Linked DNA regions of Mus musculus: regions 2, 3, 4, 5, 6 and 7 are each linked to region 1. A link is a contact called in public HiCAR-type, HiChIP or PLAC-seq and promoter capture Hi-C data. All regions are on one chromosome and are shown on one strand. The core of a region is the stretch at or near the end of the contact, and the rest is flanking DNA. Distances in the headings are between cores, read along the strand shown.

The links. HiCAR-type assays count read pairs that join an accessible place to other places. HiChIP or PLAC-seq counts read pairs in DNA pulled down with a chosen protein or histone mark. Capture Hi-C pulls out chosen DNA fragments and counts their contacts.
Region 2: a contact with region 1 is called in a HiCAR-type map of astrocytes, with 5 times the contacts expected there. The contact joins the promoter of Rnf19a here to the promoter of Osr2 in region 1. A contact is called at or near these places in 5 of 39 promoter capture datasets (cranial neural crest, embryonic stem cells, hematopoietic stem and progenitor cells and 2 more), 4 of 484 Hi-C or Micro-C datasets (cerebellum and embryonic stem cells), 5 of 115 datasets of contacts at active chromatin or transcription factors (astrocytes, embryonic stem cells, extraembryonic endoderm stem cells and 2 more) and 2 of 9 other capture datasets (adipose tissue and embryonic stem cells).
Region 3: a contact with region 1 is called in a promoter capture Hi-C map of liver, with 8 times the contacts expected there. The contact joins the promoter of Fbxo43 here to the promoter of Osr2 in region 1. A contact is called at or near these places in 23 of 39 promoter capture datasets (the 3T3-L1 cell line, 3T3-L1-derived adipocytes, the C10 cell line and 14 more), 2 of 15 datasets of contacts at CTCF or cohesin (both in embryonic stem cells), 43 of 484 Hi-C or Micro-C datasets (the C2C12 cell line, CD8 T cells, DN2 thymocytes and 38 more), 27 of 115 datasets of contacts at active chromatin or transcription factors (the 230-238 cell line, acute myeloid leukemia, bone marrow-derived macrophages and 19 more) and 3 of 9 other capture datasets (adipose tissue, liver and macrophages).
Region 4: an H3K27ac HiChIP or PLAC-seq map of embryonic stem cells shows a contact between it and region 1, with 2.4 times the contacts expected there. The contact joins the promoter of Rpl30 here to the promoter of Osr2 in region 1. A contact is called at or near these places in 2 of 39 promoter capture datasets (liver and pre-B cells), 2 of 115 datasets of contacts at active chromatin or transcription factors (astrocytes and embryonic stem cells) and 2 of 9 other capture datasets (adipose tissue and liver).
Region 5: a contact with region 1 is called in an H3K4me3 HiChIP or PLAC-seq map of embryonic limb bud, with 4 times the contacts expected there. The contact joins the enhancer-like site here to the promoter of Osr2 in region 1. A contact is called at or near these places in 8 of 39 promoter capture datasets (3T3-L1-derived adipocytes, the HPC-7 cell line, cranial neural crest and 5 more), 1 of 15 datasets of contacts at CTCF or cohesin (large pre-B cells), 1 of 484 Hi-C or Micro-C datasets (bone marrow-derived macrophages), 17 of 115 datasets of contacts at active chromatin or transcription factors (craniofacial prominence, embryonic forebrain, embryonic hindbrain and 7 more) and 1 of 9 other capture datasets (embryonic stem cells).
Region 6: a promoter capture Hi-C map of liver shows a contact between it and region 1, with 2.9 times the contacts expected there. The contact joins the promoter of Rida here to the promoter of Osr2 in region 1. A contact is called at or near these places in 6 of 39 promoter capture datasets (the C10 cell line, embryonic stem cells, neural stem cells and 2 more), 4 of 115 datasets of contacts at active chromatin or transcription factors (astrocytes, embryonic forebrain, embryonic stem cells and 1 more) and 1 of 9 other capture datasets (liver).
Region 7: a contact with region 1 is called in an H3K4me3 HiChIP or PLAC-seq map of embryonic limb bud, with 6 times the contacts expected there. The contact joins the enhancer-like site here to the promoter of Osr2 in region 1. A contact is called at or near these places in 10 of 39 promoter capture datasets (the 3T3-L1 cell line, 3T3-L1-derived adipocytes, the C10 cell line and 5 more), 4 of 115 datasets of contacts at active chromatin or transcription factors (craniofacial prominence, embryonic limb bud, forebrain and 1 more) and 1 of 9 other capture datasets (embryonic stem cells).

The regions. Positions count from the first base shown.
Region 1 is chr15:35,294,535-35,297,607 of GRCm38.p6, reverse strand. Osr2 (odd-skipped related 2) reads right to left here and starts at 1,510. Exons shown (of 4, transcript NM_001368665.1): 1 at 1,141-1,510. Gm52178 (a long non-coding RNA gene) reads left to right here and starts at 1,574. Exons shown (of 3, transcript XR_003951500.1): 1 at 1,574-2,800.
Region 2 is chr15:36,281,665-36,284,737 of GRCm38.p6, reverse strand. Rnf19a (ring finger protein 19A) reads left to right here and starts at 1,591. Exons shown (of 10, transcript NM_013923.2): 1 at 1,591-1,826.
Region 3 is chr15:36,163,194-36,166,266 of GRCm38.p6, reverse strand. Fbxo43 (F-box protein 43) reads left to right here and starts at 1,406. Exons shown (of 5, transcript NM_001081253.2): 1 at 1,406-1,797.
Region 4 is chr15:34,441,875-34,444,947 of GRCm38.p6, reverse strand. It overlaps Rpl30 (ribosomal protein L30), which reads left to right and starts at 1,672. Exons shown (of 5, transcript NM_001163485.1): 1 at 1,672-1,763; 2 at 1,871-1,923; 3 at 2,168-2,313. The coding sequence starts at 1,903.
Region 5 is chr15:36,111,733-36,114,805 of GRCm38.p6, reverse strand. The region is part of intron 3 of Rgs22 (regulator of G-protein signalling 22); the gene reads left to right. Among named protein-coding and RNA genes, the nearest start is that of Rgs22, 27 kb to the left of the region's middle. Within about 2 kb of position 1,660, at least 7 of the 459 cell types and tissues checked have an H3K27ac peak or open chromatin away from gene starts, as enhancers often do. A contact at or near this core is called in embryonic limb bud, where this site is marked.
Region 6 is chr15:34,493,640-34,496,712 of GRCm38.p6, reverse strand. Rida (reactive intermediate imine deaminase A homolog) reads left to right here and starts at 1,467. Exons shown (of 6, transcript NM_008287.3): 1 at 1,467-1,660. The coding sequence starts at 1,596. Pop1 (processing of precursor 1, ribonuclease P/MRP family, (S. cerevisiae)) reads right to left here and starts at 1,402. Exons shown (of 16, transcript NM_026340.3): 1 at 1,298-1,402.
Region 7 is chr15:36,040,696-36,043,768 of GRCm38.p6, reverse strand. It overlaps Rgs22 (regulator of G-protein signalling 22), which reads left to right. Exons shown (of 28, transcript NM_001195748.1): 20 at 496-564; 21 at 3,055-3,073. Among named protein-coding and RNA genes, the nearest start is that of Rgs22, 98 kb to the left of the region's middle. Within about 2 kb of position 1,653, at least 6 of the 459 cell types and tissues checked have an H3K27ac peak or open chromatin away from gene starts, as enhancers often do. A contact at or near this core is called in craniofacial prominence and embryonic limb bud, where this site is marked.

The DNA.
Region 1 (3,073 bases), core at 261-2,760:
GGAGAGCACAGGGGTCCTGATTATTTGATAAAGACTCTCCAATCGTTGGTAATAGTGATGTTACATTGAATAATAATAATAATAATAATAATATCGTTCGGCGTTATCTGCTAGACCCTGTGTATGGGCTTCTGAGTAAAATGACAGATGGATGAATGGTTATGTTCGCTGATTTTCAGTTCAAACACAGCAGAACTGTGTAAAAGCCAGAGAGCTATAGTAGAAAGAGATCTACGATCATGGTGGGGGAGGAGAATTTGGTCAAGTGGGGGGGGGGCACGAAGTTTCTGCCCCTTCCCCGTGCCTCTGCCTTCCCGAAGAGTTAATTAAATTAAGGCGCCCTCCGCATAAACTGGGTTTGTCTCCGCTCCCTCCCTCTCCATTTCATTTTCTTGTTCTGTTCAAGACTGGAATTTGTGGAGCAGAGAAAGTTGCTGTCTGCACCCAGTTTCGCTTCGAAAGCAGTCAGAACTCTTTTGTTCTCTGCTCACAGGTGGGGAGACCGATCCAGCGTTGCTGCCTCCACAAACACCTTGTCCTGCCTCCTTCCTACAACCGCGACTCCATTCCGAGCTATTTCTCGACAACCCAAGCGTCTCAGCTCCTGAGAAGCTTGCCTGTTGGCCTCTGGGCGAAGACCGGAGCAGGAGGAAAAGCAAGAGGCCAGTACACGGTTGGAAAAAATAATCACCCATGACTGGACTATTCCCCTGTGAAATGCGCCTTCGGAGTCGCTGGCTTGATTGCACCGTGTGTCCCGGCCCTTCCGTGCTGAGTGCCGGAGCTGCAGTAGGAGGAAGCGTGGATCCCGCTTTCTAGAGCAGGGGAGCAATATCACGGGGTGATGGGATCTGGCCACAAAGTACGATGATCGGCCTTTATAAATCTTGCCGAATGCGTAAATCTACCAAAACCAAACTAAGGGACAGCGCACAAAAGTACAACTGAGTGTATTAGCTGGGAGTCGCGTGCAGGGACCGGAGGAGGCCAGAACACGAGGCCCGGGACTAGGGTCCGCACGGCTGCCTTTCATTTTCTGAACTTGTAGCGCTCCAGACTGAGAACCTGGGCGCCCCTTGAGCACCCACATCCCTCCCTTCCTTTGGAAGGCTACAGCCTGGCCCTGGAAAGGACACTCACCGCCAGAACCGATGTCTGCCTGGGCAGCGCGGTTCAGACTAGGTCCGGACAGCAGGACGCACAGCTTGGAAAGGTCATGAGGTCCAAACTGGGAGAACTTCTTTTTCGGCGCGTTGTCCCGGGAACCGAGAACATGATCTGGGGGAGCGAAAGCGACAGCGGTAATTGGTCTTCGGCAGTCCGTGGAAGCGGGATGTGTAAAGAGCGAGCGTGTTGGGATGAGTGCTCAGAGCTCGCCCAGATCCCGGTGCCTGGGCCAGTTTCTGACCGCGGACTGCGGGTAAAGTCGGAGCCCGCAGCCCTGCAGGGCCATCACCCTCCGGCTGCGAGCGCGCTGAGCTCCGTCCCAGCCCGCGTCCCGCCCCAGGCTGCCCCTGGCCCGGAGTCCAAGGCTTTAGTAGCGGCCCCGCCTCCCCTCGCGGCGGGCGTCCTGCAGAGGAGCAAGGCTGCAGCGCCCAGGCTCCGCCTCCAAGCCCGGCGCCCGCTAATGGTCCACTCTGTTTACTTGTGTTTGGATAGCAACTGAGTCTTAAAGGCGCAGGTTTGCTTGAGGTTTTCCCAGTTAACCCAGACACAGAGCCCAAGGTGACTCAATTCAAACCTCACACAAAGACAACGCCCATCCCCTCTTTTTGGATGACACTTTCCTCACACCGATAGAAGTCCGACTACTGGATCTTTGCTCCCCCAAGCCCGCAGAGAAGTCCAAAGGGCATTTCGTACTTTTACTCGGTTAGCTGTCGCGTCATTTTACACATCTTAACACTTTTAATATGATCATCTGCTTCAAAGGGCCAAAGCTATCAGTTTTAGATTTTGTTTTCCAGCATATACCGCCCTTCCTCCTATGTAAAACAGTTCTGCCCATACTTTTGGTCAATTGTGACTATGTGTGTAGTCTGGTTTCCTCCCTGTTTTCAAAACGAAGTTTGTTTATGAAGGTGACAATTGACTAATTTCATAATTAGTGCAGAGACATCTGGATGTTCCGGGAGAAATTTCTTTCAATATCTAAGCTTTAATCAGCTAATGTACATTTCATAAGCAGTTAACCAACTTAGGCAAAGGAGTGGGCATCTGCAATCCATTGGCAAACAATAACCTGCCCATCTGGAATGGGTGAAGAACAATCTTTTTTAAATTTTAGGAAAAAACTATTCCAGTGCCTCAAAACGTGCATTATCTTCATTCTCAGCAAAAATTGAGTTCATTGTTCAGCCGCCAGGAAAATTGATTGAATTTGACATGTACTGTTAGGTTTCTTAGTTCTCCTAAAGGTTTAGTTTTGTGAGCGTGTAAATGAGAGGGTATTACAGTCCCTCTGGAAAAGGATGTCAGGGAACGATAAGATCCACTTGAAGCAACTTCTTTTCAGACGCAACGCGCCGCCGGAACAGAACTAAGCAAACTGTCCCTCGTCCCAAACCACTTGAGGACACTTTAGCTGGTGCTTGCAGAACCATAGATCTTTTAAAGGAACTGTACAATTCAAACGTGTTTCACCAAAAGATGCTTTTCGGTCGCCCCCTCAAAGGACAATTACAATAACCTCAACTATGTGAGGAGATGGATAGGTGTAAGCAGAAAGCTACGAGCCGAGCCGAATCGTCAAAGACCAAGCAGGAAGGCAGGCAGACACTACGGAAACGATCCCATTAAGGTAAAAGCCTTTTGTTTTATTTTTGTCAAGGTGAATATTAATTTTCGTTTCTTTGGTAAAACGTAATTCAGGACTAGCAGGCCATCTTCACCAATTGTAGGTTCGCAAGGATTAGGAAGTGAGCCTGGGACAGAGACTGGAGTGTTCAGTATCCTGTAGTGCTTAACTACTTCAGAATAAATTTGATGGACGCAGGAGAACGCCTAGGAAGAGTTGGGGGTTTAAAAAACCGTTTCTCGAGTGAGTTCCATAGGGTGCTTTCATTTTAGCGCT
Region 2 (3,073 bases), core at 342-2,841, 990 kb before region 1:
TGACCAAGAAGCAACTTGGGGAAGGTTTATTTGGCTTACACTTTCATATCACTGTTCATCACCGAAAGAAGTTAGGACAGGAACTCAAATATGGCAGGAACCTGGTGGCAGGAGCTGTTGCAGAGGCTGTGGAGGGGTGCTGTTTACTGGTTTACTCCTCATAGCTTGCTCATCCTGCTTTCTTATAGACCCCAGGACCAACAGCCCAGGGATGAAACTATTCACAGTGGGCTGTCTCTCCATCAATCACTAATTAAAATGTCCTACGGCTTCCTACAGCCCAGTCTCATGGAGGTGTTTTCTTCATTGACGATCCCTTCTCTCAAACGACTTTAGCTTGTCTCATGTTAAGATAAAACTATCTAATACAAGATGCCTCCATAGATTCAAGTGGAGATGTCCTTCAGGTATATCTCTCTCAGGATATGCATATTGGACTAGTAAGTAACAGCAGACCCTTCCAATTTCTAGGAAGACAGAAATTTAATTTCTCAGAACTATGATGACTATAGAGAGTACAGGACCACTGTTATTCTGCACAATTCTTTACTCAAAACCCTTACCAGTCATTACTCCATTTGTACTGCAAAGCTACTCTTGCACTATCCGTAGGCTTAAAGTGTCCTGTAGATTATTGGGCATCGAATGCAGCCTTTTGATAGCATTTTAAGGTATACACATAATGGCTCTCAACTTCCAATAAATGGAAATCATATCCATACTTACTCCCTTTAAGATGTATGGTCAAAGACATTTAGCCCTAGATCGCCTAGCCTGTTTCTAACTGGGAAAAATTTACTGTGTTACCAAAGAGGCCAAGTGGGGTTTGAAAAAATATGGCTCCTTGGTGAGTTTCTAGTTTAGACACACTGAAATAAGGATCGAGTGATATATTTAGATTAAGTAACAGATGGTGGATGGACATTTTGGCATCCATCACATCCATTTCTCAGGATTCTAAGGAAATGATCTAAGTCCCCAAGAGAAATAAACGGAGAGGATGGGATCAGGACAGGAAAGGGATCTGTTTATTTAACTAACTCTATACCAAGTCTTATGTAGGTGAAAAATTCAAAGGGTGTCCGACTGGATCAAAAGCTGGAGGGGAATGGAAGACACAGGCTGGGCCAAAGTAACTCCTACTGTATCAGACATTGATAAGACCTGAGATATTTCTTTGGGGACGACTCGGCTCTGCTCTCCCGAGGGTTGCCAATCAAGCAGGTGAACAAAGGATTGAAAAGCTAAGTCAGGGTCCTGTCGCTCAGGAAGCGCTCCACTTGGAACGCGGCTCCCGCCGTCCCTTCCTATCACCTCACGGAGACGGGGTCGGGGTTACAAGAAGGGCGTCTCCCGCCCCACTGCCCGGCGCGTTCCGAGTAAGTCGCCGCCCGCGGGAGGGCCGGCGGCGAGAGCGCGCAGTGCGAGGCGAACGTGCTGGAGCCAAGGAACCACCGCGTCCCAGAGATAACCGCGGCTGGTCGACGTGGGGCGGGGCGGGGCTTGACGCCAAGACGCAAGGCGCGCTGGGCGGGGCTATGCCGGGTGGGGCAGGAGGGAGTGGAGGGGGCGGGGCCTGGGGGCGAGGGCGGGGGAGAATGGCAGTTGCTGTGTTGGTTCCCGGCTGCGACGGTCCGACTGGAGTCACAGAGGGGAGTTCGGGAAAGCGGCCGCCCGCAACCGTTCCACCGGCAGCTCTCGCCCTAGCTGAGAAGGTTCCGCGGCGGTGCTGAAAAGTCGTCCTCCGTTCTGCCTCCGCTTTCTGCCTCCGCGGGATGGGCCTGCTCGCCAGCCGCCCCGCGCCGCCGCCGCCCTGAGGAGCTGAGGTACGGCAGGCGCCGGAGCCGCGGGAGCCGGGCGGCTCCCCTACGGATGGGGATTCAAGGCGCCGCTCAGGCCTCGGTCTGGGGCCGGGAGACCGTTGCGGCCGTCTCCGGGGTGCGGGCCGGGGCGTGGGGGGCCGGGCCTGTGGCCCCGTCGGTGTTGTGACTGTCCACGGCGCTGCCCCGAGCGTTCCGGGGCGGCGGAGCGGACGAGACCCGAGGGCGGCCGCCGTGGGGAGGCGGCGGGGGCGGAGCGCATTCCTGACGGGTGAAATCGCCTCTAACGGGACGCTTTCCGGGCCTCGCCGCACACTGGGCGCCGCGGACTTCGCCCCCGAAGCCTGCCGCCTGGGGCCCGGGAGGGCGGCGGGGAGATGACCGCCTCCTTCGGGAGCGGAGATCGCGCACACAAGCAGGCACCGGCGCGGAAAGCCGTATAGCCTGGGGATGAACGGGGGTCTTCCGGACTCCACGTCTGGGGTTTTCCCTGCCCTCACCCCGAGTGAGGCCACCACTTTGAATTGCCAGTTTTTCCTTCGGTCTGGGATTCCGCTCTACTGTCGCTCTCTTCTCTTTTTCCATTTCCACTAATGGGAAGAAGTGGTTTAGGTTCGTTAATCCTGAGACAAGGGCAGCAAATAAAAGAGGGAAGAGAATGGTGAAGGCTATATATGGGAAAAAGAAAGGTTTAATTTTTGCTTGTTGGCGCCCTTGGAGATAGAAATACACGACTGGTGCTTTACTTTGTGTAGGGTTGAGAATGTCGCAAAATGTTGGTAATGATAGGACGGCCTTTAAATGCAGCTGCAATTTTCAAACCTAGGGTTGGCTATAAAGGCTGGTGTAAAATGATAGCAAACGGGAGGTATGAAAGCGGGCCTTTCCGTGGTTGGTGCCTTCAAAATATTTTGATCTTCCTCATTCTACTTTGTGTATGTTTGTGTATACGCACGCGTACCTGGCAGTCTTTGATTATTTAATATTTTAACCAGAATTTCTTGACCCTTTTCATTGTATGTAGTGTGACGAGATACTTGTCTTTTTTTCCCTTTCCGGTTTTGCTATAAACCGGTCTCTTTGCACATCCTAGTGCTTCTGTTTGTAATTCAAGTCATTTCCATATTTGCTTGCTTAAGCTTCTTTAACACAGAGCTGTCTGTATTGAATTAAAATGTAAATATTTAGAAAATGGCTATGTCCTTACTTTCAAATGTTCTTTACTTGGTACATACAATTTCATGGACAAAGAA
Region 3 (3,073 bases), core at 157-2,656, 870 kb before region 1:
ACTGTGCCCTGTTCATCTTTGCATGAATAGCATGTAGCTTGAGCTTACTTTTGAGTTTGGGTATTTTAAGCCTATTTGTCAACGCTAAGGAGAATCCTCAGAGAAGAGGGTAGTGGTTGTTACTAGCTTAAAGGTGGCAGCTGAGGTTCTGATTGAGACCTGTGTCAATTTGGAGAAGATAAAACTTTGAACACTGCCTAGGTGGAATGTCTTGTTGCAGTGGTCCCAGGAAGAAAAGAGTCTCTGCTCGGAGAAGACCAGCTAGACAGGCGATGGGGGTCAGGCTGTGCATTCTTGGAACACTGAATGAAAGCCAAGACTTTAAATGTATTTGGTGTGATAGGTTCTTGGCTGTTTCTGATCCCTAAAAAGGAATGTCTGAAACCAATAAACACAGTCACTCATTTATTCATAACTTTTGTTTTGTTGGTTTTTTTTTTTTTTTTTTCAGGTCAGTGGCTATGTAGCTTAGGCTGACCTGAAACTTGGTATGTAGACATGGCTGGTCTCTATGGAGATCCTCTGCCTCCTGACTGCAGAGACTATAGAGGTGTGACTCACAACTTTTTTCTTTTTTGTCTATTCACAAAATTTATATATTTGTTCACTGTAGAAACGAGGGCAAAATCATAAACTATTTTTAAAAAAAATCATTAACCAGGTGTGGTGGCACACGCCAGAACTTGGAAGGTGGAATGAGGAGGATCGGGAGTTCAAGTCCAGCCTGGACTTCATGTGACACGGTCTTAAACACACACACACACACACACACACACACACACACACACACACACACACACACACAAAACCAAAACCAAAGTTGGGGGGTGTTGCTGGGTTTATTGGGGCACTCCTGTAATCCTAGCCATTGGAAGATGAAGGCAGGAAAATCAGGAGTTCCAGGACAGTCTTGGCTACCTAACAAGTTCAAGTGGACTCCCAGGGACCACTGCCACTCTCTTAACCCAAAATCAAATAGTTAGGAAGTCAACCTCTCCGTCCTTATGCTGTATTTACGCCTTTACTATCCAAAGCTGTTGATAGGATTCTTTGACTTTGTACATCGGGCGAAACACTTCCAGGGATGATGCCTGGCACTGCAGGTTTTCTAACCGATGCGTCCCTCCAGTCTGGTCGCACGCAGTGATGCAGGGACCAACAGAGAGCTGGATGGAGCAGGGCGGAGCTGCGAAGGGATGAGGGCGGGGAGGCGGGGCGAGCGCTCAGACGGAAGGTGGGGAGGGTGGTGCCCTGGGCGGGGAAAGGTGGCAGGGGCGGGCTCGGCCGAGGCTCCCGGCTCAGGTGGGCGGCGCGGCCCAGGTGCGCCGGCCCGCAGCCGCTCCGCCCTCCTCCCAGGGGCGTCTCCCGCCCGCACGCCCGCCCGCACGTCCGGGTGACGACCGTTAGTCCCGCCCGCAGCAGACGGCTCGGCAGCTCCGGTGGGGGGGCATCTCTGGTCTCTAGTCGGGAGATTCCCCCAGGTCCAAGACTGGCTGGAGAGAGGCCGGAGAGTGCGGCTGCTGCGGGGCGGAGAGATTCCGAGCGACTTGACCTTCCCAGCCGCTGCCCCTCCTGAAGCCGTCCCGGCGCTGCTCCGGGCTCCGTTAATTGTTGAGGTTTTTCTCTTAAGTGGTGGTACCTCGGCATGAACTTTAAAGGCAAAGATGACAGACTTTGTTGTTTGGAAGCCTACCTTACTTTGACATGTCTTAAGAACTCAAGGTTGACTGGTGGTAAGATATTCCACTTTAATGAGAGCATCGGTTTAACGAAGCAGTTTTCTGACTTGTATAGGGCGTAAGTCTTTTTTTTTTATTTTTATTTTTTTTTATTTTGCGTAAGTCTTTGTAGATAGGAGTTCTGAGTGATTTATCAGAACTTTTTTTTTTTTTTGCCATCAAAAGGTTTGTTTGATTCATCAGCCTGTGGTTGCATGAATAATTTTCAAAGTTTGAAGCAGGCATTTTGGTGTATAAGCAAGATGAGGATGAAGGCAGCGACAGAGTCTCTGGTTTTCCCAAGTAGGGAGCGTGTATCAGGGCTCCTACTTTATTCCCAACGGTTTTTAGCTTCCATTTCCCAAATCTTATGCTGGTGAGGCACCTAGTGGTGAAGTGGCAGAACAGGTCACTTTTAGAATAAATTTCACATGGAATAAAATTCAATACAATACAGTAAATGCACATGCTCTAACTTTCGCAAATTGATTGAATTAATATTTTTTCAGGAGAAAGTGATTTATGAGAGGAAACATTGTAACTTACTATTTGGAGCAATTTGTAGAAAGCAGAGCTTAATCATCTTGTCCTACCAGGCATGCGCAGAAGTTAGTCATAAGCACAGGGGATCAGAAGTCAAAACTGCCCAAAAGCGGAAGAGGCTTAAAAATCACTTTGCTTTATAGCAGTGAGCCTCGGATCTTGTGGTTTTTGTAGCAGGTTATTTTGTAATATTTAAACTACATATTTAACTTACATACCATACATGTCTAAGTCCATGTGGCCGAACGAGAGAAATGACTTCTATGGCATGCTATGTTTGCATGTGTGTCACCCACAAATAAATGTTAAAAAGAAAAAACATAGTGGTTTTTTTCTGATTTATTTTTAATTATGTATGTCTGTGTATGTGCATGAGTACAGTGCCCATAGAGACATACATAGAGACACTATTGAACATGAGGATGTGAGCTGGGAACCGAGCCTGGGTATCTGGTGAGAGCAGTGCAAAAGCTCTTGACCTCTGAGCCGCAGCCCCAGCCTCGCCTGGTGAGCTTTGAAAGGAAATAACTGAACACAGAGACATTAGAATGTTGCAACCGAATATACACTTGCTAACTAAAATCATACAGTAACAAAATAATCTGAAAATAAGGCTGGTATGTTTTTGTTAAGAATAGTTCAAGTAAATATTTGTGCTTGGTGCTTTGCCTATGGTTGTCAAGTAATCAGAATATAATACAGTTTATAGCAAGGTGGTATTTTAAGTAGGACATTTAGGACAGTTTATTATGAAAATTTGTTTTTAAGTAACTTGAAAAAAATCACATAATTTCCTATTATCTATATTTAAC
Region 4 (3,073 bases), core at 423-2,922, 850 kb after region 1:
TTACAAAACTGGATTAATAGAAGACAATTAGCTGGATTTGTACCATCCTAAGTACTTTATGCCTAAATGTTAAAGCAAAGAGTATGGTAATTGAACACTACCGTTTGGTCAAATTCACATTAAAATGGGCCACAACAGTTGAATAAATTTTAATGTAAAATTTCTGGATTTTCTGAGTTCGAGGCCAGCCTGGTCTACAGAGTGAGTTCCAGGACAGACAGAGAAATCCTGTCTCAAAAGACTCAACCAAAACAAACAAAAACCAAAAAACCCTAATTTGCAGGCCTGGTTCTATTCATACTTCTGTAATACACTAGCTGTAAAAATGTGAGAATAACACAGTTACTATCTCATAGAGTGTGTGTGTTGGCTAAGTAATATGTTTTAGTTTCCGTTTTTTTTCTTTTTCCAAAAGATCAACTCACAGAGATTGCCAGCTCCGGGTGGGATTATAGGTATAGATCATCTCGACCCGCATGACTCATGGATGTTTTTAAAGTTATTTTAATTAAGGGGAGGCAGGGTTGTTCTTCCCTTTCCTAACCTCCAGGGCAAAGTAACTCACCATACAGCTTACCTACTACCCTGGGTTTCCTTTTTCATGCTTATATAAATTTGGTGGCACAGGTGCTTGTGCAGTTGGGCAGAGGTCACAGGTCAACTTCTGGGTACTTACTCGGTAGTTGTCCACCTTATTTTTCACAAGATCTTTGAGACCTGGAGCTGACAGGTTAGACTAGGTTGGCTGGCTAGCCAGCCTTGGGGAATCTGTTCCACAAATGGAGTTACAAGTGTGCACAACCATGCCAGACTTTTGGGGGCTGGGGATTGACAGAGAGGTTTAGGCATAAAATGCAGGTCCCCACGCTTGCAAGGCAAGCACACTTTACTGACTGAACAATCTCAACAGCCCTGGGTTTTCGTTGGTGCTAGTGCGTAAATAGTAGAGGCTTTCAAGGTTTTTTTTTTTTTTCCTTGAATGCTACATTTATACAACGGCCCAAGTTTCGTAGCAAAATGATTTTTTAAATTATTCGTATTGCGACTATTTCTTTACTTCTGTATACGTATGTGAGCATTCAAGCGCAGGCCAAAGAAAAACCTGCTGGACTTGGCGCTCCCCTCCCACCACGTGGGTTTGGAACTCATTCGTCTACTTAGCGACAAGCGCATTTACCCGTCAGCCACTTCACCAGGTTTTTTTTTTTTTTTTTTCAATTGTGGTCCCTGTGCAAAGTAGGCTCCCAAGTACACGGTATAAAACCGCCGCAAAAGGGGTGTGTGTCCTACGGAGCGGCAAACAGGAAGATCAGCGGCGGGTGGACAGAGATGCCTCCGCTCCTGGTGAGCAGTCACGGGGTAAACCGGCGGCCCGGGGTCCTTCCGGAGCACGCCCAAGACAACGTCAGGCGGAGACCAGCCCAGGAGAGGCCAGGTCGCTGCCGCCTCGCCACGGAGCCCTGGGCCTCGTCGTCAGCTCCCATCGAGCTCCGGCTCTCCGCGGTGTCAGCCCGCTGCAGCAGAACAAACGCCCAGAACCGAAGGCCGGAGCCCAGACGCCGCAGCAGCCCAGCCTGCGTTGTAACCCGGTCCCCATAGCAACCAACTACCGCAGACTACTCTCGCAAGCGCTGTTCTGCTTGTGACCCGGACCGGCTTCTCTTCCGCTTCCGGTCCCACAATCCTCTGTCGGCCTAGAAGAGCTTTGCATTGTGGGAGCTCCTTCCTTTCTCGCTCCCCGGCCATCTTGGCGGCTGGTGTTGGTGAGTGAGCTCTGCGGGGTAAACGATTAGGCGGCTCGGGGAGCTCCGCTAGCTGGTGTTTGACGCTCTGGATTATAATCCTCTCTTCTGTCCTCTGTGTATGCTAGGTTGGGGGTTGTCCCGCACCTAAGGCAGGAAGATGGTGGCCGCAAAGAAGACGGTGAGTGAAGCCGATCGGGCCCGGAAGCCGGTTCACGTGGAGAGCTGGGTCGGGCCGGGGCGGATAGATTTGAGCACACTGGGTGGACGACTTGTCGCTGACGTTTCAGGGTCTCAAAGTGAATCCGAGAGGCTCTTTGTATGGTCTCAGACATCATGAAAGGGTTCAGTTCCAGAAATCTGGAACTGAGTTTGGTTTTAGATGACTGCAAGTGGTGTTCAAGTCTCAAACGTTTGCATTGTAGAAAAAGTCTCTGGAGTCGATCAACTCTAGGCTCCAACTTGTTATGAAAAGTGGGAAGTACGTGCTGGGCTACAAGCAGACTCTGAAGATGATCAGACAAGGCAAAGCGAAGTTGGTTATCCTTGCCAACAACTGTCCAGCTTTGAGGTAATGGAGGGAACCTGGATGTGTGCAGCCTATTGTAAATTCACTGTGCAGTATCCAGCATTGGGAAGAAGAATAATGATGGTTGCTTTCTGATGTTTGGACCTTGCTTTGTGTGTGTTTTTTGTAAATGTACCTTTGAGGCACGTTGTGTGACAGGAGGTATACAAATGATACACGCAGACTGGGGGAAGCCCGATCCCGAATTTTTCAAGGTTTGAAGTGTTAACACTCCGCTTCATGTGCCTGTTTTAGTTTAGAAAAATTCTGGCTGGATTATGGAGGTGATGGTATCATGAAATCACCTATTTGGCAGGGTCCAATTTTCTGAACACGTTCATTCTTGATTAACTATTTTAACTCGAACCTAACAAGTATTTTAAGTAAGCTGAAGAAGCTTGTGTAGTATACGCTCCTTGATTTTTCTATGGCAATTGTACACCTCTTCAGCCTTTTATGTAGGTGTCTATACTTAGTGGCAGAGTTTGGAATGTTTGGTCTTATTTTAAACCTTTGCCAGTCGATTCATAGTGGCAGCGTAGACATTCATTACTAAATTACAAGCTCAGACTCAGTGGGTCCAGGCTGGAGCTTCAAGTTCATTTCTCATAAGCACTTTGGAGCACTGTTGGTATGTGGGGCCACATTCTAAGCTCAAGGTTCTGTGGAACTTTCAAATCTTAACAATTTGTATCCTTTAACTTGGCACTGAAGTATTTATTTTTTGGGTAATATTATCAGCAGCCCTTATGTAGTATTCACT
Region 5 (3,073 bases), core at 411-2,910, 820 kb before region 1:
TACCACTCACATCTCTCACTGATTTTTGCCTTTTTTTTCTTTTAAAGATCTATTTATTTATTTTATGTATGTGAGCACACTGTTGCTGTCTTCAGACACACCAGAAGAAGGCATCAGATCCCATTGCAGATGGTTGTGAGCCACCATGTGGTTGCTGGGAATTGAACTCAAGACCTCTGGAAGATCAGTCAGTGCTCTTAACTGCTGAGCCTAAGAGAAGCAGTCTTTTTCCAGTTTAGGGTCACTCCACTGGTAAATGGCAGGGTCCACCCAAGGCCACATGGCCCAGAAAGCCTTGCTGTAGGACTAGTGAGGGAAGAGAAACAGATCATTTAGATAGTCGTTGCCTGTGCTTACCCTAATACATTAAATGAAGTAAAAAAAGCTAATGTGTTTTTAGTGTGCGTTAACTGAACTATAGTTCAGATCAAGAAAAAATATTAGTCTGGAACATAGAAGGCACGTGGTGCTTTTTGGAAAAGACTGAACTGTTAGACCACATTTGGAACATTGTGTTGCGATCTTGGTCTCATATGTTGAGAGCAGCTTTCCCAAGCTGGTCTCTGGGAGACTCAGCCTGTGAACATTCAGGAAACCATGTCAGATGAGAAAGGGTTGAAAGAAGTTGAGTGTTTAGCCTGGCTTGAGACTCGGTGGCAGGGACTTGGTGGCAGTGGTGGAATAGGGTAAACCCTTCTAAAGACCTCGAGATCTAGTTAAGGGGAATGTGTTAATACCCCGTGAATCCAGAGGCAGGATTGATATGAGTCTAGTTTTCAAAGGGAAGGTGGTAAACCCTCCTTCATCAGGAGGTTTTCAGGCAGAGGCTGGGAAATGAGTACTGTGTTAGAAGAGAGGGAGGGGGAAAGGAAGAAAGAATTTATCTCTGTAGCAGTTTCCCTTAAGATGATTTCCTATGACAAATAATTAGAAAATCATAATATTGATGAATGTGGGATGAATCTTATCCCACATTCATATTGTGTAAAAAAAGAGAATTTAGCCAGGTAGGTGATGGTGGCAACATGCCTTTCAACTCAGTGCTTGGAAGGCAGAGGCAGGTGGATCTATGTGAGTTTGAGACCAGCCTGGCCTATCGTCCTAGAGCAGCAGCCAGGGCTACACAGAAAAGTGTTCTCTCTCTCTCTCTCTCTCTCTCTCTCTCTCTCTCTCTCTCTCTCTCTCTCCTCTCTCTGGTTTTTCGAGACAGGGTTTCTCTGTATAGCCCTCCTATAATTTACTTTGTAGACCAGGCTGGCCTCGAACTCAGAAATCCACCTGCCTCTGCCTCCCAAGTTCTGGGTCCCCCAACTTCTTAAGGATCATTTATTTCTCATTTCTACATCTTTCATGTAAAATCTTTGAAGTAGAGAATGCTTCTTTCTCTAGTCTCTCCCTTCCCTTCCTCTCCTACCTCCTTATCACATTGTCCACAACCACACTCTGAGCCTGAGAATATAGCTAAAGAGCCCAGGGTCTTAGGGAAATCTATCTTCTGAGCCCTCTAAGACCCCATCCCACCTTTGTAGGGACATAGCCAAGGCAAAAATGGGCCATGAATCAGCCTCTGGCTCCCCTCCCACTTCCTTCCATTCCACCATTACCCTCCTGGGACATTACGCTCCCGAGCCCGATGGCTGGTAGCCTGCCCCCATGCTGTTTCTGAAGAGGGAAATCCAGGACAGTTGCCTCTGTTATAAATGATCGTGGCACTTTCCAAATCTTAGCTTTCATAACTTCGTTGTGTTTGTTCTCGAGCCAAGTTCACATTCAGATATTGTTTTCATTTGGTGTCTGGGTGTTTTTTTTTTCCTTTCTGTCAACTCTTTATGGACAAGTGTTTGCTCGTTAGGTTTTCTTCTGTGCTATAGTGCGAAAACATTTTTCCCTTTGGTTTTGTTTTGTGTGTTTTATGCTCAGTGACTGTTGTGGGATTGAGTAGATGAGCCCACATAGATTTAGGTTGGTTCTCTGTGGGTGGTTTCAAATGTTTGTGACATTTATGGTTTGCAGAAGCTGAAGGGGTGGCCTGCTCTATACCCTCCTCGCAAGGATAGGTATGCCATATGTTTGCCAGACTTTGCTTAGCTATGCACTTCAGGAATTTTACCATAACTCCTTGTTGGCCCGATTCTCCACACTCTTTTTAATCTGTAAACTATTATAATTTCTTGCAGCTTTATGAAAGAGTTATATGCTAGAAGGAGCTGTTGGGTAGTGGGGGATGGAGAAAGGTGGTCCTAGGGAATATGGAGGGTTTGGGTCTTCCATTGCCACGATTTAAATACTCAAGAGATTTTCAAAGGCATGCTGACAGAATGCCGGGTAACTGCTTAGTTCAGTACTTATATACCTATGGGTGTTTCGATAAGCCCCGTAGCTGTCCCATGAAACACTCAGATTATCTACTGTAACTCACTTTGTTAACTAAGGATATTCTTCTATACATTCCATGTGGCACAGTACTCCTTCAGACATTCATTGTTGAATGTCTGGTAAACAATTTATAGTTCAGCATCTAAAACATCAATAAAAGTTAGATTAAAAGAAGTTGTTATTGGTAACCAACTTGTTATATTCAAGTTAGTCAGATGGTTTTTATTCACAGATGAGGATTCATGTTTGAAATACAGCTTTGGAGCTCAATTAGCAGAGACAGAGTTAGAGCAAAGATGGACATGTGTTAAATTAACCTAGTCATTAGTTTTTAATTTAAATACTGTTCAGCTAAATAATTTGGCACCAGTAAGTTTCACTGGTGCTAGGCTGGCAGTTTAAGCACAACACTAATTATTCACAGGTTTTTTTCCTCCCCCTCTTCTTTTCAGAGAAATGTGGAACTAGCGATTTATTGTGGTAAAAATATTTTCAAGCACTTGCTTTTTCTGTGAAAATGTTTTTCGCACATGGATGACTAGTACCACAGAGCTGGCTCTCACCACCTTCAGGACGATCTGTTTTAGAACATCGAGAGAGTGACACCCTCAGAAGGAGAAAATTAAGTCAGGAAAGGGCAGTCCAGAGGAGCTTGTCTGGCTCCGAGGTGCAAGCTAAAGACTTTTCTCTTGTATGG
Region 6 (3,073 bases), core at 218-2,717, 800 kb after region 1:
TACAGGCTGGTGAGATGGCTCAGAGGCTAAGAGCACTGGCTGCTCTTCCAGAGGTCATGAGTTCAATTCCCAGCAACCACGTGGTGGCTCACAAAACATCTATAGGGGGATCTGATATCCTCTTCAGGCAGGCAGATATATATGCAGCAGAGCACTCGTACATTAAATAAAGAAAAAGAAAAAAAAGGAAACAATGATATAAAAACAGGCCTAAATTTCTCTTTAAATTGTTCTCATGCCGCACGTCTTTGGATTGTGCTGGGCTGCATTGTTTGATTTAAAAAACTAGTTTGAAATTGAGTTGCTGGGTTAAATTTTATATTTTTTAAATCATTAATTTGGATTTGGGATTGAGATAGACTTTTCCAACAACTGGCCCTAATTATAGTTCCGACTGTACTACATATTTAGGCAAAATAGCATCTCATCACTGACTATTATAAAAATCAAACAACAAATCAGCTCTAAAAAAAAAAAAAAAAAGCCGGGCGTGGGGGCCCACGCTTTTAATCCCAGCACTCGGGAGGCAGAGGCAGGTAGATTTCTGAGTTCGAGGCCAGCCTGGTCTACAAAGTGATTTCCAGGACAGCCAGGGCTATCCAGAGAAACCCTCTCAAAAAACAAACAAACAAAAACAAAACAAACAAACAAACAAACAAAACCACTTTAGATGCTTTATGTCTTGCAGTATCAAATACTCTACCAAAACTCGTATTTATGAAAAAATAAACATACACACATCTATTTAGAGAGTAAAAATTAGTTTTTATCTTTCTCAAAAGGCAAAATTATACCAGCTACACTAAAGAATTGTTTTAAATATACTTCCTTATGATATATTATCAGTTACTAATTAGTACATCTTCTTATCTACCCAGGTTCGTTAGTGAGAAAGCTGAAGTCGTGAGCTAGGAGAAGATGACTCGCCTCCGGAAAGCAGACCCCGGTCTGCTCAAATCTTGAGGCGATCATGCATAGAAAGGAAGCACGGGATGGCGAAAGGCAGACAACCCACACCTCTGCTTGGTTCCCCGGAATGACCCATCCCTGTCCTTTACGGTACCCAGAAAGGGATACAAGCGCATTCCCAGAGGGGATTCCGCCTGGCAGGGCAACGATAAGCATAAAAACGAGCACAGGAGCCTGAGGCTCTGGACTGCAAGAGGGCCCGCCCGGGCAGCATGGACCTCCCCAAGTGAAAAGCGCCGCAAGCCGAAGCCGCCACTGTGGGCAAGCCCCCACGCGAGGCCCCCGCGAGCTGGCGGCCCCGGCTAAGCATTAGTGCCTCACCACCAACCTGCCAAAAGTTCCGAGGGCTTCGCCGGTAAGAATGACAAGGTTCTGAGATCCCTAGAAGCTCCCACCACAGAGGGTGAGCGAGCGGGCTGAGGGCGCGTGCGCAGCACGGCTTCTTCCTCCACGTGTCCCGGAGTCGCTTGTAAACTACAATTCCCATCGGGCCGTGCGAATTCGCACGGGGCTGTCCCTGAACTAAAACTCTTTTGCCTAGGGCTGTCTGGTCAGTGGACAAGAGTGGGTGTAGTTACTTACCATCGTTTCTTCTTCTGGAGGGTCTTCAAGAGGGAAGGATTAGCATGTCGTCCATAATCAGAAAGGTGATCAGCACCACAAAAGCCCCGGCGGCCATTGGTCCCTACAGGTAATGTTTTTTACTGTAGCTCTGAAGGACCAGGTAGGTGCAGTGTTGCAAGTTTGGAGCTTTGGCCCCTGCTGGTCCGAGCAAAAGAGAGTCTTAGAACGCGCGAAGAAACTAAGTTCAGAAAGAGTACAGTGTATCCAAATCCCTCAGAGAATGGGGGAGCCCTGGTGCTACCAGAAACTTGCACTCCTAAGATCTTGCCCCCATCTGGAGCTGCCGGGGCCCCGAAGGCGAGCTTGCTACATGCTTTCTCTGGTTAGAAGTGGCATCACCCCAACCCCCTTGCCTTTCGTCTTGGTGGCTTCTAGTTTTGGTTTTTGTAACAATTTTATTAAGATAGAATAAACAACCCATAGAATTCTCATTCTGTTAGTGGGTTCAATTCAGTGGCTTTTACTATGCCCAAAAGTTGTGTAGCCATCATCACTTTCTATTCTCAAAACATTTACATCCAACCTAAAATAAGGTTTATACCATTAGCATTTATTCCACATGGCATCTTTCCCCAGCTCCTTACAACCACCCATTTATTTCCTCTCCATCACTATAGGGTTTATCTGTTAAAGACGTTTGCTATAAAAAGTATAATACACTGTTTGGTCCTCTGTGACAGGCTTCTTTTACTAGCATGAAGTTTGATCTAACCCTTTCTTAATTTACAAGATATGCTTGTCTCATTTGGACAGTACTCAGCAAATACCTGTATGTCTATCCTAGTCTCTGGCTTCTATAACGTGTAGGAATGCAATGATGCTTATGAATGGTTTATCCATGCCTATTTACCACTAATATCAAATGCAAGTAACACCAAAGGTGATCTTCTGAGATTATCCTATATACTAGAGCTAACCATATATGTACTGGAAAAATAAAAACTACCCTTTGGCATTTATCTCTGCTTACCAGAAGTGCTTTTAAATAGAAATGGTACTTTCTTTTCACTTCCTTCTGTGGGTGCTATGAAGGACAGACTAACTTTGTAGCTCAGACTAACCTAGAACCTGCTGTTCTCCTGTTTGAGCATTCCTAGTGCTGACGTGAAGACCAGCACACTTAACTTAAAACCTTGTTCCTCAAAATACCTCAGCTTTAAAAATCACTGTATTGTATCTTATATAACTTTCTCCTCTCTAACTTCTAAGTCTTCACTAAAACGTATCTAGAGCCAATTCCTTTTGAAAAAGTCATTTCTGACACAGTGTCTCTTTGCTGTCAATCAAAACTGAAGATTTTCTTCGGCTGCAACATTAGTACTGTAGAAGATGTGTAGTGCATGCCAAGTATTTAGCTGATTCAAAAATGTGTAAGAAGTAATCCGACATAGGCCTTCACCTATAAAAGGAAAAGAAGCAGTAATGTAGCAAATGTTACATGACAGGCACTATGACAACTAACTACCTTTAAGTTGTCTCT
Region 7 (3,073 bases), core at 404-2,903, 750 kb before region 1:
TTACATATATTTCCCATTATACTTTATATCATCTTTAGCATACTTATAAAATCATAATACACTATAAATGTTAAATGCATCTGGAAAAAATATATATAAGGGGCAAACACCTATACATGCTTGATACAGACTGAGTTTTCTTATTTGGACATTTTGCATCTGAGGTTATTGCATCTATAGAGGAACCCATGTGTGTGGAAGACACCCTTCTGTGTCCCGTGAATCATGGCTCTCTTCACTTACGGGAAATACAAAATGGCTGGACAGCACCAGCTGTCATGCCCTCTATGGCTTCCATTTTGGCATGAGGACAGTTCTACATGCACTCTGTTGCCTACATTCAGAGCAGTGCACTTAGTGATGGTCTCGATGAGGAGCCGCCTGAAACACTGACTGTAGGTCCTTCCTTCCCTATCTAACCTAACCTTTGCCTTGTTTCTTAGCTGTTAAAACACAATTCTGAATATGTTGATAAAATAATTGGTTCTGCTTCAGACACAGATGAAAGACATAGCGGATGAGCTGTTACTGCAGAGGCACGACAGGAAAATTGGAGTTTGGAAGGCAAGTAATTATATTCTTCCTCTTATAAATTCTACTCCCTCAAACAAAGTATTACATGCGCGCGTGCGCGCACACACACACACACACTCACACACACTCACACACACTCACACACACACACACACACACACACACACACACACACACACACACACGTGCTCTCCCCACCCCAGTGGTGCTCCCCGCCCCCGACTTGTCCCTGACCATCATTATCTAAACCTCCTTCTGCAGGCCGGTTGTGGAAGTGTGCCCTGTTCCTCAGAGCTCCTGCCCTCTCAACCATGGAGCATACGGCTGACCTTTAAACGTGTGCTTTTCCCTTGAGGCCCCAGGTTTGGTCCCCAGCACTGGGGACATATATATGTCTATTTAGTCATGAAAGCCTGGGTTTGTCACACGAGCTGTGCTTACAGCACGTGGTCATTTACTTATCAGGAGAGTGGATTATATAGAAAGAACATGTCACAAGAGGCACCAGTGAATTACATCATTCTTATCCCCCCCAACCCCCACCCTTGAACTTCAAATTATAGCTTAGCTTGAAAGCAACTACAGCAACTGTGATTTTGTAGATGATTAAAATCGCTGTAATGGGATGCTTTTGTATAATGGCTTATTGTGCTTTTAGCAAGTATGATGAGCATAGTCCTGTTAGTGAGTCTGCAGGCTCCAGAGGGTTACCCTCTGGGTCATGAAAACTGAGGCCTAGGTGGTTCGTTCAAATTAGAGCAAAGATAAAGGTTTCTCCTAAAGTCAGAGGATGCTTGGGTCTGCCAGGAAGCTCTCTTCCCGGCTGCCTCTTGAAGGGAGGCGATCTTTTGAAAGGTTTGTTTTTGTTATATTTTTATTGAAATACTAAGTATAATGAGCATATATTTTATATTATTATGATCTATATTTTGCATTATTTTCTATTTATTTAAATTACAGGTTTTAGTTAAATGGCTAAGTTTTAGTGTCTTAAGAATCAGGCCTTAAAACAGTCTTTGTTGAGTGGGTTTTAAATAAACATCCCACTTTAATCCATACTTGTTCCTATTTATAGGGTTGTAATCTTAATGCGGAGCAGATGCTAAGAGTCTTAAGTGTTTGTGCAGAGAGCATGGCTCTGCCTTGCTAAGGAGTGACAGGCATCTATGCCTGCGCTTGGGTTAATGGCCACCACTCACCACGGCCTGGTGCTTTTCCCTTTCAGCTGCAGCGCAGGCTACCCCTCTCCAGGCGGAATTCATTACTCTTTCCTCCCTCAAGTTCCTAGGGTACTTCTTGCAAAACTGTGTCCAACATTTGTACTGATGGTCACATGCAGTTCGTTCCAAGAACTTATTTAATGCCTTGTCAGTAATGGCATTTAGTCACTGCTATAATTTATTTGTCCCGCTACAATGGTACTTTGGGAGCACTGTGTCCTTGCATCGTTGCCTACTTAATGACAGTGACTCTGGGGAATCCCAACAGGATTCAAATCTATTTTCAATATATACATTTGGTAAATTTAATAAAACCTATTTGCTTTTTGAAATTAAGAGGGTAAAAGAGGTTGAATATGTGACTTGAATTGAGTAAAATATTTTTTAAAGTTTGCTCCAAAATTGCTACAGTATAAAATAGATGTAGATAAAATATCTTTAAGCATTATTAAAATATCATGGGCACTTGTAGATTTTATGATGTATAAAATAAATCTTCAGTCAGAAGAATTTCATTATTAAGAAGAAAACAAAAATATCCCAGCACTCAAGAATCAGAGGCAGGCGAAGGTGAGGCCAGCCTGGTCTTCATAGTGAGTTCTGGGCCAGCCAGGGCTACAGAATGACGTTCTGTGTCAAAACAATAAAATGATTGTTGGTATCCACGGGTGACGTGGAGTGGTTGAGCACTTGCCTTACATGCGCGAGGCACTGACTTCCATTCCTAACATTGCAACATGAATATGTTAAGAAGCAATATAACTATTCATTTAAAATGGGTTAAAAGCATTCCATATAAAAGCATAATCTTACCAGGATAGAGTTAAAGTAAATCTTCAACTTAAATGATAGAATTGTTGATTTTTCTTAAAACTATTATAATCCAAAGAATAAAAGAAGTAGTAAAAATAATGCAAGCACAATAAATCACAATGTAACAATGTAACAATGTAAATCACCATAAGTCACATTGTAACTATATCTAACAATAGCATCCTGATTATTCTGTTCTCTTTTCTCACTGGCCCCAAACTGTAATGACTATTAAAAATTTTTAACAATATAGTTACATGTAAGTCAGCCAGTAATTTTTCTAAAAGTAATGGGGCCATTGGAGGGGGAGGGGAAAAAGAGAGACAAAAATGCAGAGTCTGAGGGGAAAGCTGTCAAATTCTATTACATCCACAGCACACATTTCAGTAGCCAAATCAAAAAAAAATGGGAGTTGGTGGTTTTAGTTTAATTAAGGACTTGATTGCTACTTTTGGAACATGTCTGATTTCCTGTATTATTTGGACAGCCTGTGGAGAGTAAGTGGA